3 separate regions of the Sus scrofa genome follow, and all the other regions are linked to region 1. Evidence: chromatin contacts called from public Hi-C and HiChIP or PLAC-seq data. All regions are on one chromosome and are shown on one strand. Each heading gives the region's core, a stretch centred on a gene start, on an enhancer-like site or on the middle of the called end of the contact. The rest is flanking DNA. Distances are from core to core; before and after follow the strand shown. Region 1 holds the start of CAPRIN1 (caprin-1). Region 2 holds the start of CAT (catalase). Region 3 holds the start of ABTB2 (ankyrin repeat and BTB/POZ domain-containing protein 2).

What was found. A called contact is a pair of places that touch in the nucleus more often than the background predicts. HiChIP or PLAC-seq counts read pairs in DNA pulled down with a chosen protein or histone mark.
Region 2: an H3K27ac HiChIP or PLAC-seq map of alveolar macrophages shows a contact between it and region 1. The contact joins the promoter of CAT here to the promoter of CAPRIN1 in region 1. A contact is called at or near these places in 2 of 5 promoter capture datasets (fetal liver and liver), 2 of 47 Hi-C or Micro-C datasets (heart right ventricle and liver) and 2 of 2 datasets of contacts at active chromatin or transcription factors (alveolar macrophages and skeletal muscle).
Region 3: a contact with region 1 is called in a Hi-C map of liver, with 5 times the contacts expected there. The contact joins the promoter of ABTB2 here to the promoter of CAPRIN1 in region 1. A contact is called at or near these places in 2 of 5 promoter capture datasets (fetal liver and liver) and 5 of 47 Hi-C or Micro-C datasets (embryonic fibroblasts, heart right ventricle, liver and 1 more).

Annotation. Positions count from the first base shown.
Region 1 is chr2:26,873,570-26,877,272 of Sscrofa11.1, forward strand. It overlaps CAPRIN1 (caprin-1), which reads right to left and starts at 1,856. Exons shown (of 19, transcript XM_005661021.3): 1 at 1,645-1,856; 2 at 865-1,080. The coding sequence starts at 1,080.
Region 2 is chr2:26,531,826-26,535,528 of Sscrofa11.1, forward strand. CAT (catalase) reads right to left here and starts at 2,056. Exons shown (of 13, transcript NM_214301.2): 1 at 1,880-2,056. The coding sequence starts at 1,945.
Region 3 is chr2:26,577,618-26,581,320 of Sscrofa11.1, forward strand. ABTB2 (ankyrin repeat and BTB/POZ domain-containing protein 2) reads left to right here and starts at 1,909. Exons shown (of 17, transcript XM_003122881.5): 1 at 1,909-3,270. The coding sequence starts at 2,388.

The DNA.
Region 1 (3,703 bases), core at 606-3,105:
CATGTTAGACGCGCTCTCCATGTGCCCAGAGACCTAGCGATCCCCTCCGTCCAACCCAGACCCCCCCCTCCCCCGCGACTAACGAATCTCGATCGGTGCAGCCTCCCTCCCATCCTTCTTTATAGAGTCCCCGAGGGACAAAAAGCCGCCGCAGACAATCTTCTCGGGATCGAGTTGAGCGTGAGGTTCGGGGGGGGGGACCTAGACAATTGAAACAAAGAAGGAAACGTAGGGGCGCCCGTGAGATGGGGGCGAGGGAACAAGTCGAAGGCTCCTAGAGGGGAGCCTGAGGAAGAAGCGAGTCTAGTTTAAGATCTAAAAACACTTCCCTTGCGAGGGAGGAGAGGGGCCACTGCGCAAGCCTCAAGTACACGGTAACGGGGCGGACGAGCCCCTAGGCTATAGGACGTAGGACAACCCAACTCCACGAGGCAGTCGGTTGGGCCTGAGCCCTCCCCACAGAGAGTCCTCATTTCCCCCGCTGACCCCCGCGGATCCAGCCTCGGCCACGAAGACAAGGACACCACACACACACACACACACACACACACACACACACACACACACACACACGGCGATCGGACAGGCCCCCACCCCTACACATCGCACTCCCAAAGGCCAACAGCCTGGCCCCCGGCAAGAGCAGAGTAATAAGGAGCCCGGGGGCCAGCGCCACGTCCGGGTCAGGTGACAAGCACCTCCCCGCGGAGCCCGTTTTCTGGGCACGAAGCTCCACTTCCAGCGGGGAGACGGGGCGTGGGGGGTGGGGACCGGGAGGAAGGGAAGCGCCCGAGACGCGGAGCGTGAAGGCTACAGCAGTCAGGGTCAGCATCCAACCCTCCCTTCCCCGCCAACTCCGGGCACCTTTTTCTTCTCCAGGTTCCGAAGTTTCTTGTCGATCACCCCGAGAATCTGCTTCATGGCCTCGGTCTGGACAGCGCCGGTGCCGGTCGCGGGGTGCTGAGAAGCCGGCGCGGCGGCCCCGGCTCCCGCCGCCGCCTCACTCCCGGAGGAACCCGACGGGGGTGGCGGTCCGGACGACTTGCTGCCGCTTCCGCTGTGGCTGGTGGCCGAGGGCATCTTGAGACCGTGAGGGGAGAGAAGAAAAAGCGGGAGGAAGGACAAGAGCGGCGAGTCAGGCGGCGGACGGGGCGAGACGCGGGACAAAACGCGCAGCGGGCGGGAGCCTGCGAGAGCGGTGGGGGTGGGGACGGGGCCGGCGCGCGCGCGCCGCCGGGGCAGGAAGGGGCCGCGGGCGCGCGCGCGACCCGCCAGCGGGGCGCCCGGCCGGGCCTCGCGCCGCCCCCCGCCCCTCCCCCGCGCCGGCCGCCGGCTCGGCCTACCTGCCCCGGGGCACCGAGGCTCGCGCCGGGGGCGGGGCCTCGCAGCGCCGGCCGCCAACGGCCAGTGCAACGGTCCCCGCAGGGAAGGGACAGCCCTCGCCGCCCTGCGAGGACGGGAGGGAAGAGAGCGATCGGGGCTGAGAGGCGGAGAAGGGTGGAGAAGGGCACTGGAAATGACCAGGGCGGGTGGGGTGACTTGAGGAGCAAGCCCCTCGCGAAAGTCCAGCTAGTCCGGAGGTAAAGGACACTCGGGGCAGCGGCCCTCTTCCCCTTCAGCGCCTCAGTCCGGGGTGGCGCTCACCGTGCGCGCGCGGAGGCCGCTGGAGATCCCGAGGGGGCGGCTGAAGGGGCAAGGGTGGCGGTGCGTTCTGGGCAGTGTCGTGCGCTCCGTGGGCGCAGGCCGCTTCGCCCTTTCCCCGCTGCACCGAGAGCCGCTGCTAGTGAGGCGGAGAGCTGGGAGCGGGAGGGACTTAGGCAGCCAACCCTCTGGGGCGGAGGGGGCGGGAGAAGCGGCGGGCGGGGGCCTTCGCTGCCGCTCGGGCTGCCCGGCGCGAACGCCTGCGGGGAAGGGCCTGCCCAGCCTCCCGCCACCCCTGCCCAAGACCCTAGCCTGGGGGCTGGCCACTCAGCCCAGGTCGGAACAGCCTCTGAGAGGCTGCCGGAGCAGTGCCTTGAGTTTTGAGCGAAATCAAAGCTAGGGTCCTTCAGGCGAAGTCGCTTGACGTCCAAACAGGGACAATAGGTGTCAAGCAGCTGGATCTGGAGCTGGCGACTGCCGGGCGAGGAGCCCTTATTTGGTGGGGGTTGGGGGGGGGAGCAAAGGTTTCTGCAAGTAAGGGGTGTGTGGGGTGGGTGGTGCAATCCCAGCTTCTAGAATTCCTTCTGTACGGCGAGCAAGCAAACTCCCACACCCCCAAAATGTCTAAGGACAAGTTGCGGCTTCCCCTACAAAACAATCTCTCAGTAACCCAGGAGTTCTGTGTAAACGCGTTAGAAAGGAGCAAGATGGATGTTTGGGTTTGGGTGGTTTTGTTTGTTTTTGTCTTAAAACTCTGGACTCGTCATGTTTAAAATTATCTTCAGCTACCTTAAGATGACAGGTACCTAAGAGGCCTGAGTATTACGAATCAGATTTTTTTTTCCTTTTAAATTTACCTAAAACTTAAGATGTTAAATGAAACACAGTTTTTTTTTTTTTATCTGCTCCAAGAGAATTATTCCAGCATTGTAATAAGGCTATGGAGAATGAACAAAAAGCAGCTGAGGGCTAGAAGAAAGTGTATTAAAAAAATATAATCAGTGGAAAATTCAGCCACATGATGTATGACAACAGTAAATGACCAATTTATAATTTAAATTCCATAATAGAAGGGATTTAGAAAAGGAGCCTACCAAACCCGCCGCTCCCTAGAGAATGAAATGAGTAATACTGGCTGGCAACAGTGTATCCTGAGGGAGCCCAGAGAAACACAGCAGCAGCCTCCAGACTCAAGATATTCCAGTTAGCTGCAGTCTGTTATCTCGTCTTCAAATACAGAGCACCTTACTATGTGCTAGGAACTCTTGAGTGCTAGGGATTGTGAACAAAACAGTTTCTTCATGGAGCTTACATTCTAAGTGGGGAGAAGATAAATGCATATCAGATAGTGAAGTGGTAGAGAAGAAACAAGGTGGGCTGGAGAAGCCTTAGAATGACCCTTGAGCCAAGACCGAAGAAGTTGAAGAAGAGGGCCATTCACTTGGAAGAATTTTCCAGGTAGCAGGAAAACCAAGTGCCAGGAACTCAGATTGGGAATGTGCTTGGTGGGTTCAAGGAAGAGCAAGAAAGCCACAGTGACTAGAGTAGAGTAGGAGATGAGGTCGAAGACAAAGAGGGCCAGTCAGGTAAAGCCTGATAGGCCATTATTAGGACTTGGGCTTTTGCTGAATGAAATAGGGAGTCAGGCATGCATAATCTTAGAGAAGAACATGATCAATCTGTGTTTTTTTTTTAATCCTCTTGCTATTATATAATGAATTTACAGTAAGCGTGTATTTGAAATGGGAGGGAGGGTGGAGCAGAAGCTGGGAGCCCAATTAGGAGTCTGTTGAAATAATACAGCCCAGAGATGGTAGTGGCCAGGCTGTTACAGTGAAGGTGGTGACAAGGTGACAAGTGGTTGGATGCTTATACATTGCAATAGTAGAACCAAAAGGATTTGCCAACCAGCTAGGTGTGAGAGAAGTCAAAGTTGACTTAAGGTTATTCAAGACTTAAGCACCTGAACTGTTCTTAGCACTAAGCTAAAGCTATGCTAAGCCTAAGGCTAGAAGGAAATTTAAAATCCTTCAGCTCCTTGAGGCAGTTAGTGTTTCAGCCT
Region 2 (3,703 bases), core at 806-3,305, 340 kb before region 1:
AAATACAGCTGTGCTTTGCGGGCCAGCTGTTTCTCACAAGGGCAAGCCTGTAGGGTGAGTCACCGGCAAGGTCTTAATGATTTAACAACAGTTAATGATTCTCCCCAACAGTGAAGAGGCAAGCTAGTCTCAGGGGAGCCCTTTAAAAATGACTAAATTCTGTTTTATGAAAAACTCACTACATTGTCCATATTTTCCTCAGTTCATGAAAACCCCCATGTGAACCAGGATGCAGCAACCAGTGGGTATGGAGAGAGTCCTGGTCCCAAGAGGCTGATTTCTACTCTTGACTCTGCCACTAACTCCTTGCCCTTCAGTAATAAGATTCTAAGCGTCCCTAGATGGCTTTGATGAAGAACTCAAAAACTAAATACCCAGGTGACATATAATAAAGGACAAAATGAGAAAAGAGATTTTCCAGGCCCTTAGAAGAGAATGGTAGCCTTCTCGCACACAGGGAACTCTAAGGCATCCACACACGCTCAGTATTAATAACCTAGTTCATGAAAGCTAACCTGGTTTTACGAAAGAGTACTGGAAAGATGAGAAAACCATGCCTTTAGTCCTCCCTCTCTCTGCCCTTAATCAGCTACCATGGGAACTGGGCAAGAGTCCCTCAGACTCTTTGGGCCAATCTGACAAAAGAAGGCTCAAAACAGGAGCTCCCTTCGTGGCTCAGCGGTTAACGAGCCCGACTGGTGTCCATGGGAACTCGGGTTTGATCCCTGGCCTCGATCAGTGGGTTGAGGATCTGGCATTGCCGTGAGCTGTGATGTGGGTCACAGATGCAGCTCAGATCTGGCATGGTTGTGGCTGTGGTGTAGGCTGGCAGCTGGAACTCCGACTGGACCTCTGGCCTTGGGAACCTCCATGTGCCATGGGTGCAGCTCTAAAAAGACATGCACACACACACACACACAAAAGACTCAAAACACACCTGCCCTCATCCCATCCGACCTCTGCAGACACCCTGTAGGGCTCTGCACCCCTGGGTACAGGTCAGGAAGGCCTGGCTCACCACCACTGGTCTGAAATCCTACTCACCTTTAAAGCTCTTATTCAGATGTCACCTGCTCTGAGAAGCCTGCCAGCCCAGGTGGTCACTCCCTTTAAACTTTACAGATGGCCTATATTAGAGCCCGCAGCGCGCTGGAAGGTAATCATCTGTTTATCTGCCTTGTCTCCCGACTAGACTTTGAACTTCTAACTAACATATTCCATTGGAATATGCGCCCCTCATCCCAGCACAGCGTCCAGCGCATGCTGGCACTCAAAGCATATGCGTGAATAAAAGCGTTCATCAATTCCTAAGGTTGCTTCTAGCTCTAAAATGCTAGGCTTGCTGTTTTTTAAATGCGAAAGAAGTCTTGAAGCAAAAATCTTTTAATGCAGTCGTTAAATGCTGTGTGTACGGTGCTGAGGACATGAAGGTGATAAAACACAATCCCTGACCCACGGCACCCCGAAACTATGAAAGCTGGTACTTACTGTTTGTGCAAGGGCAAAGCTGGAACCGTTCCCACTTCCCCCCTCGCTTCCTTTCTTGCAGCTGCAGCTCTCTGCCTCTTTCCCCATGAGCCTTCACTCCCGCCTCAAGCCGCGACCTCTGTCCCAGCTGGCAAAAGCGCAAAGTTATGAGCCAAACCACCCGCGCCCTGCGGCCGATTGCAAATCCTGCAGGCTGGGGGCCTCCCGCCGCAGAACCCTCTCCCCTCCTGTCGGCGAATGTAACAGTCCATTCAGACCGAAAGGCAGCACCACCACCTCCCGCCCGTGATCGTGGTACAGCTACCCCGGAACCGCAGCGCTGGGAGGCAGGAGCCGTTACTCCCCAGCGCCGAGCTTTCTGCGTGGCCCGCTCGGAGAGCGCAGGGTGTACCTGCGCGGCCCGCTGCTCCTTCCAATGCTTCATCTGGTCACTGGCTGGATCCCGGTTGTCCGCCATGGTGTCCGACTAGCCTTACAGAACGTTGCAGGCAGCCTCCACTCGCCGGTCTCCGGCCCTGCGCCTGAAGTAGACGACTTCGGACTCAGTCACTCAGCCCCGCCTCCTCGTCCCGCCCCGTCGGCAGGGCCGCCTCCTGATTGGCCGCTCGAGCTCCAGGCGGGATGGGATTGGTAGTCAAATGGGGTGGGGTGAAGACCTGGGACTCCTGGAGGGGAGAGGTGGGAAAAGAAGGTGGGCCCCGCCCCTGCGACCCCAGAACCGCAGGGTTAAAGAACTAAGCATGGCCTCCAGTACCCGAACTTGACTCTCCCTTCAGCTTATCAGCATCCTTCAGGGTGCCCTGGGACGCGGCGGTTGGTGGCGTGCCAGTTTTGTTTGAGGGAACGCTTAGGCCCTGCTGGGTGGGGCTTTGAAGTCTGTAAATACGCTCTCAGCTCAAAAAAACCGAAACAAACAAAAACCCAGGAATCCTGGGTTGAGTTTCTTCTGTTCAAAATGTAGTTTTGTCATGCTCTAATGTTAATATTGTTTACAACCTGAAAGATTGATGCAATTTGGAATAAATGCAAACATTGATTCTGCATTTAAGTATAACCAGTAGTTATATCCTCAAATGTTACATCATTTTTTTCTGTTACAGATTGTGCACAGAAAAATGTACCTTAAAAAAAAAAAAAACCACAGGGAGCTCCCTAGTGGCTCAGTGGTTAATGATCCCGACTAGGATCCATGAGGATGAGAGTTCTATCCCTGGCCTCGCTCAATGGGTTAAGGATCCACCATTGCCGTGAGCTGTGGTGTAGGTCACAGATCCCGCTTGGAGCCCAAGTTGCTATGGCTGTGGCACAGGCAGGCAGCTATAGCTCCGATTCCACCGATTCCACCAATGCAACTCTCATATGCCAAGAGCATGGCCCTAAAAAGGAAAAAAAAAAAAAAGAAAAGATGTGAAACATGGACGCAGTCTAAAATCCGTAAGAAGAAATTTCAGCCTTTTAGATTCCCTTTTTGGCTTAAAAGTTTCCCTTCTTTTGAGTTATTACTATGTGCTGGACACTGCTAGATGTTTGCCAGACTATATCAGTTAATCTTCACAACAAAAAGACGATAAAGGTCAATGAAGTTCTTCCCACCATGACAGAGTATAAACAAACATCAAGAGAGGTTGGCTTGCTCCTGCTGTAGAATAATTAACTAAGATGCTCAGGCCCACTATTTATTCATAGACAGGCTGGCCTAGAGTCTAGAATATGTCAACAAGTTAATGTGGCTAATTTTTGAGAGGTTGGAGCAGTGCATTTTCATAGGTAAAATAACAATATATTTTGTAATATTGTCAAGATGCTTAGATAGATGAAGTTTGAAAGGAAGACTTGCTCATCCCCAGCTAGAGAGATTGTCTGCAAAGTTTGAGACAGTTGCCTTGGTGTAATAAAGCTGGAAGAAATGGGATCCTAAACCTCACAGAGATCTGGACCCCTACAGCTTCTCATCCTGAGGCCACATCATAGATCTTCCTTCCCCTCTGTGAACCTCCCCTCATAGGGCATCACATTTATCCTTCACATCGTCCCTTCCCTCGGTTGTTTTCATCTTTGTTTGGTCAGGGGTTGCCTTATTCCAAAACGACTGTTGCTCTTTTCCTTTACTTCTGGATTCATATCACTTTTTATGCTTGTGCTTGTCTTTGAAATGTTAGCATACTGTTAGGACTCTGGTCACATCTGTATGGGAAAAAAAAAGATTTTTGTTGAT
Region 3 (3,703 bases), core at 659-3,158, 300 kb before region 1:
ATCCACAGGATTCTGAAATTTGGTTACAGGCATGGTTGATTATTTTTACACTTCTGGTCATCAAGTAACTTAACCCCACCTGCTCTTTCCCCCAAGAAATATTTCAGATAGTTTCCCAGATAACCTTTCCATTCATTGAGTTCCCCGCCCTAAATTTCCAGTTAAGTCATTTGCATAACTTTTTAAGGGAATGCACAACAAAGTGAAAAATGGTAGGGAAAAACCCAAACAAAAAAACCTGTGTATTTTATTTCCTCTAAATATCCGTTAGAGGGCGATATTTGCCTTAATGCTGTTGTATTTCCCCTAGTTCATTTTAAATTGCATCAAATGAGTTTTCGCATTTTTGACAAGTTGAACCTCCTTACCTACTTCGACTTGTCGCTCCTGCTTAAGATGTAGTTTTGTGTCTTCTCTTGATTTAGACTCTGCGGACTTGGGTGGTTCATTAGTACGCCCACCCTTGAAGCCGTCCCCAGTTTTAACCACGAGGCGGCGATATTGCATAAATAAAGACCCGCAGGAAAAAACAATCAGGCAAAACTGCCCAAGAAAAAGGAGTTTCACAGGAAAAGGCAGTTAATTTAAGAAGAGACAAACCAGACATTTCTAGTTCGTATCAACTCAAGGCCCAAGGTCAGGGCCATGTAAGATACAGCACAAAGGAGCTATTCTATTCCAGAGTGCGGGAGGAGGCTGACTTGGGGGAAACTCGCGCAGTCTCCTTGATTTTGCGGTTTCACACTGGAGGGGGCACAGCACATGCACGTTCGTGCACGTGTGTGAATAGTTACAGGACAACTGCGGGACGGAGTGGGGCGGGCGTGGATCTGCTAGAACCAATAAAGCTCTGATTAGGACGCATCTGAGACAGGTTTACAATGGTGTTTCTTGGATGTCAGCTCTCATTTTATTCAGAGGAAGGAAGTCCTGGGGCTGGGGGCGGGGATGCATATATTTCTCCCTTGTCACATCATTAGGAAGAGCTAAATTCAGCCAGGTGTTCCAATCCCAGGCCAGCGCTAGGGACGTTTCTCACCTTCACATTCTTCCAGTAATAACCCTACACATAGACACTGTGGGACACTGGCATCTCGATCAGAAAGGCACCTGATGGCAAGCAGCGTTGCACAGTTGTAACAGGGGAGTCAAGGACACTTTTGAGAATCTGATCTGGGCCTCTCCCCAGAGAAATACTCCGACTATTGCGTGTGTAATTTCAAGTGCCTGGGGAGGCAGGGGCGGAATCGCAGGCCTCCTGGAGCCCGTCGGTCTATCAGTTTCCAGGTTAAGAAGAAATTCTGTTCTGATTGGAGCCTAGATAGCAACGTCAAGAAAACCAGACGGATTTGGGAAGGGAGGCAAGTTAGGGGCGTTCCTCCTCTCTCCAAACACAACTGGAGTTTCGTCTCGGAGAAAAAGGGAGGGACTTGGCAGAAAGTCCTCGGAGAGGTGGAGCGCCAGGCTTGGACCCCCTCCCCCATGCCGAGGTCCCCTTCCCTATTCAACCTCCTTCTGCGACCCACGCCAGCATTGGCGTTCGGCAGCAGAAGGCTCGAAACGGAGCTGCGAACACTCAAAGCCCGGACGGCGGGAAGAGGACAGCGCACAGTGGCTTTTCCTTTATATTTTTCTTTAAATCGTGGGCTCCCGAGCCTCGCGTTTCAACCTCTCCTTTCCCAGTCTCTGCTCCCCACATCCCAGCTCCCAGTTCTCTCATTCTCCTTCTCTTCCCCCTCCTCCAACGTCCTCCCAGCCGCCTTTCTCGACCCTCGGCCTCCAGCCCCGCCTCCGCCGCCGCGGGGTTTCACCCGCGGCTGAGTGCAATCTGCATAGTGACCGCCCCTGTGGGAGATCATTGGTGCAACCCCTGCCCGTCACGGCCGATGATTGGTGGGCCCGCCGCTGGTTATTTGCATGTCGGCAGCAGCCGGGTACCCAGCTGTGCGGGCGGCCGGTTCAGCGCAGAAGTTTGCCGAGCGCTTTCAGGCCGGCTGGTCCGGGACTCGCGCAGCGCCGGGAGCCGCCTCCTTCTCCTGCCGCCGCCGCCCTGTTCTCTCGGGATTCCTTCTCTACGGAGGATAGACGCTCTGCCTGGGGGAAGTTGAAGTGGACTGGGGAGTGCTGAGGACGAGCAGCGGGGGACCGTTCCAGTGACAGCTTGGAATCGGGCCGCCAGACGCGGGGGGCTCCGGCAGCCGGGAATCTCGCCTACCTTCCCGCGGCCGCCGGAGCAGGCGGGCGGGCGATGCGGCGGCCAAGCCCCGCGGCGCCAAGAGGAAGGAGGGCGCCCGGGAGAGCTTAGAGCTTTTTCTGCCCACTTGGGGAAGGGCGCATGGAGTTGTGAGCGCCCCTCGCTCGGCGAGGCCGCCCCCGGCAGGCTCCCCATGGCCGGGACGTACAGTTCCACTTTGAAGACGCTGGAGGACTTGACCTTGGACTCCGGGTATGGGGCGGGGGACTCGTGCCGCTCTCTCAGTCTCTCGTCCTCCAAGTCCAACTCGCAGGCGCTCAACTCTTCGGCGCAGCAGCACCGCGGGGCGGCCTGGTGGTGCTATTCTGGCTCCATGAACAGCCGCCACAACAGTTGGGACACGGTGAACACGGTGCTGCCCGAGGACCCCGAGGTGGCAGACCTCTTCTCGCGCTGCCCGCGCCTCCCCGAGCTGGAGGAGTTCCCTTGGACCGAGGGAGACGTGGCCCGGGTGCTTCGCAAAGGTGCGGGCGCCCGGCGACTGCCCCTATTCTCCGCCGAGGCGGTCAGGCGCTTGGCGGGGCTGCTCCGTCGGGCGCTCATCCGTGTGGCCCGCGAGGCGCAGCGCCTGAGCGTGCTGCACGCCAAGTGCACCCGTTTCGAGGTGCAGAGCGCCGTGCGCCTGGTTCACAGTTGGGCACTGGCCGAGAGCTGCGCCCTGGCCGCCGTCAAGGCACTGTCCCTGTACAGCATGAGCGCTGGCGATGGGCTGCGCCGGGGCAAGTCGGCACGCTGTGGCCTCACCTTCTCCGTGGGTCGCTTCTTCCGCTGGATGGTGGACACCCGCATCTCCGTGCGCATCCACGAGTACGCGGCCATCTCGCTCACCGCCTGCATGGAGAACTTGGTGGAGGAGATCCGGGCCAGGGTGCTGGCCAGCCAGAGCCCCGACGGCGGAGGTGCTGGAGGCGGAGAGGTGTCCGCTGAGGCCTTGGAGATGGTCATCAACAATGATGCCGAGCTCTGGGGCGTCCTGCAGCCCTATGAGCATCTCATCTGCGGCAAGAACGCCAATGGTAAGCACACGGGCTCCCGACCCTCGACCCTCGTACGGGTGGGAGAGGAATCCGCCCTGGGCTACCCAGGGGGTGAATGTCCTAAGGCGAAAGAAAAGAAATTCAGGACCTGAAAGAAGACGTTTGGTCTACCAGTGGAGAAGTTTATTAACAGGCTTTTGGCTGAGCGTGTTCTTTGGGCGACTGACTTTTGCGGGGCAAGGTCGTGGTTGATCTTTTGCAACCTGTTCTGCATGGTGGTGTCACTATTGGCGGCTGTTCACTAATTGAACCTCTTGAGCAGCCCTAAACCTCTCTTGGCGTGAAGCTTACTACTGCCTTGTCGCGCTCTGCCTTGCTTGATGGATCTGTAGTTGGACCTGACTTTCCAAGCTTTCACCAAGTGAGCAGTTGACTAAAACCCTGTTTTGTATTAATACACAACCTTATGTGC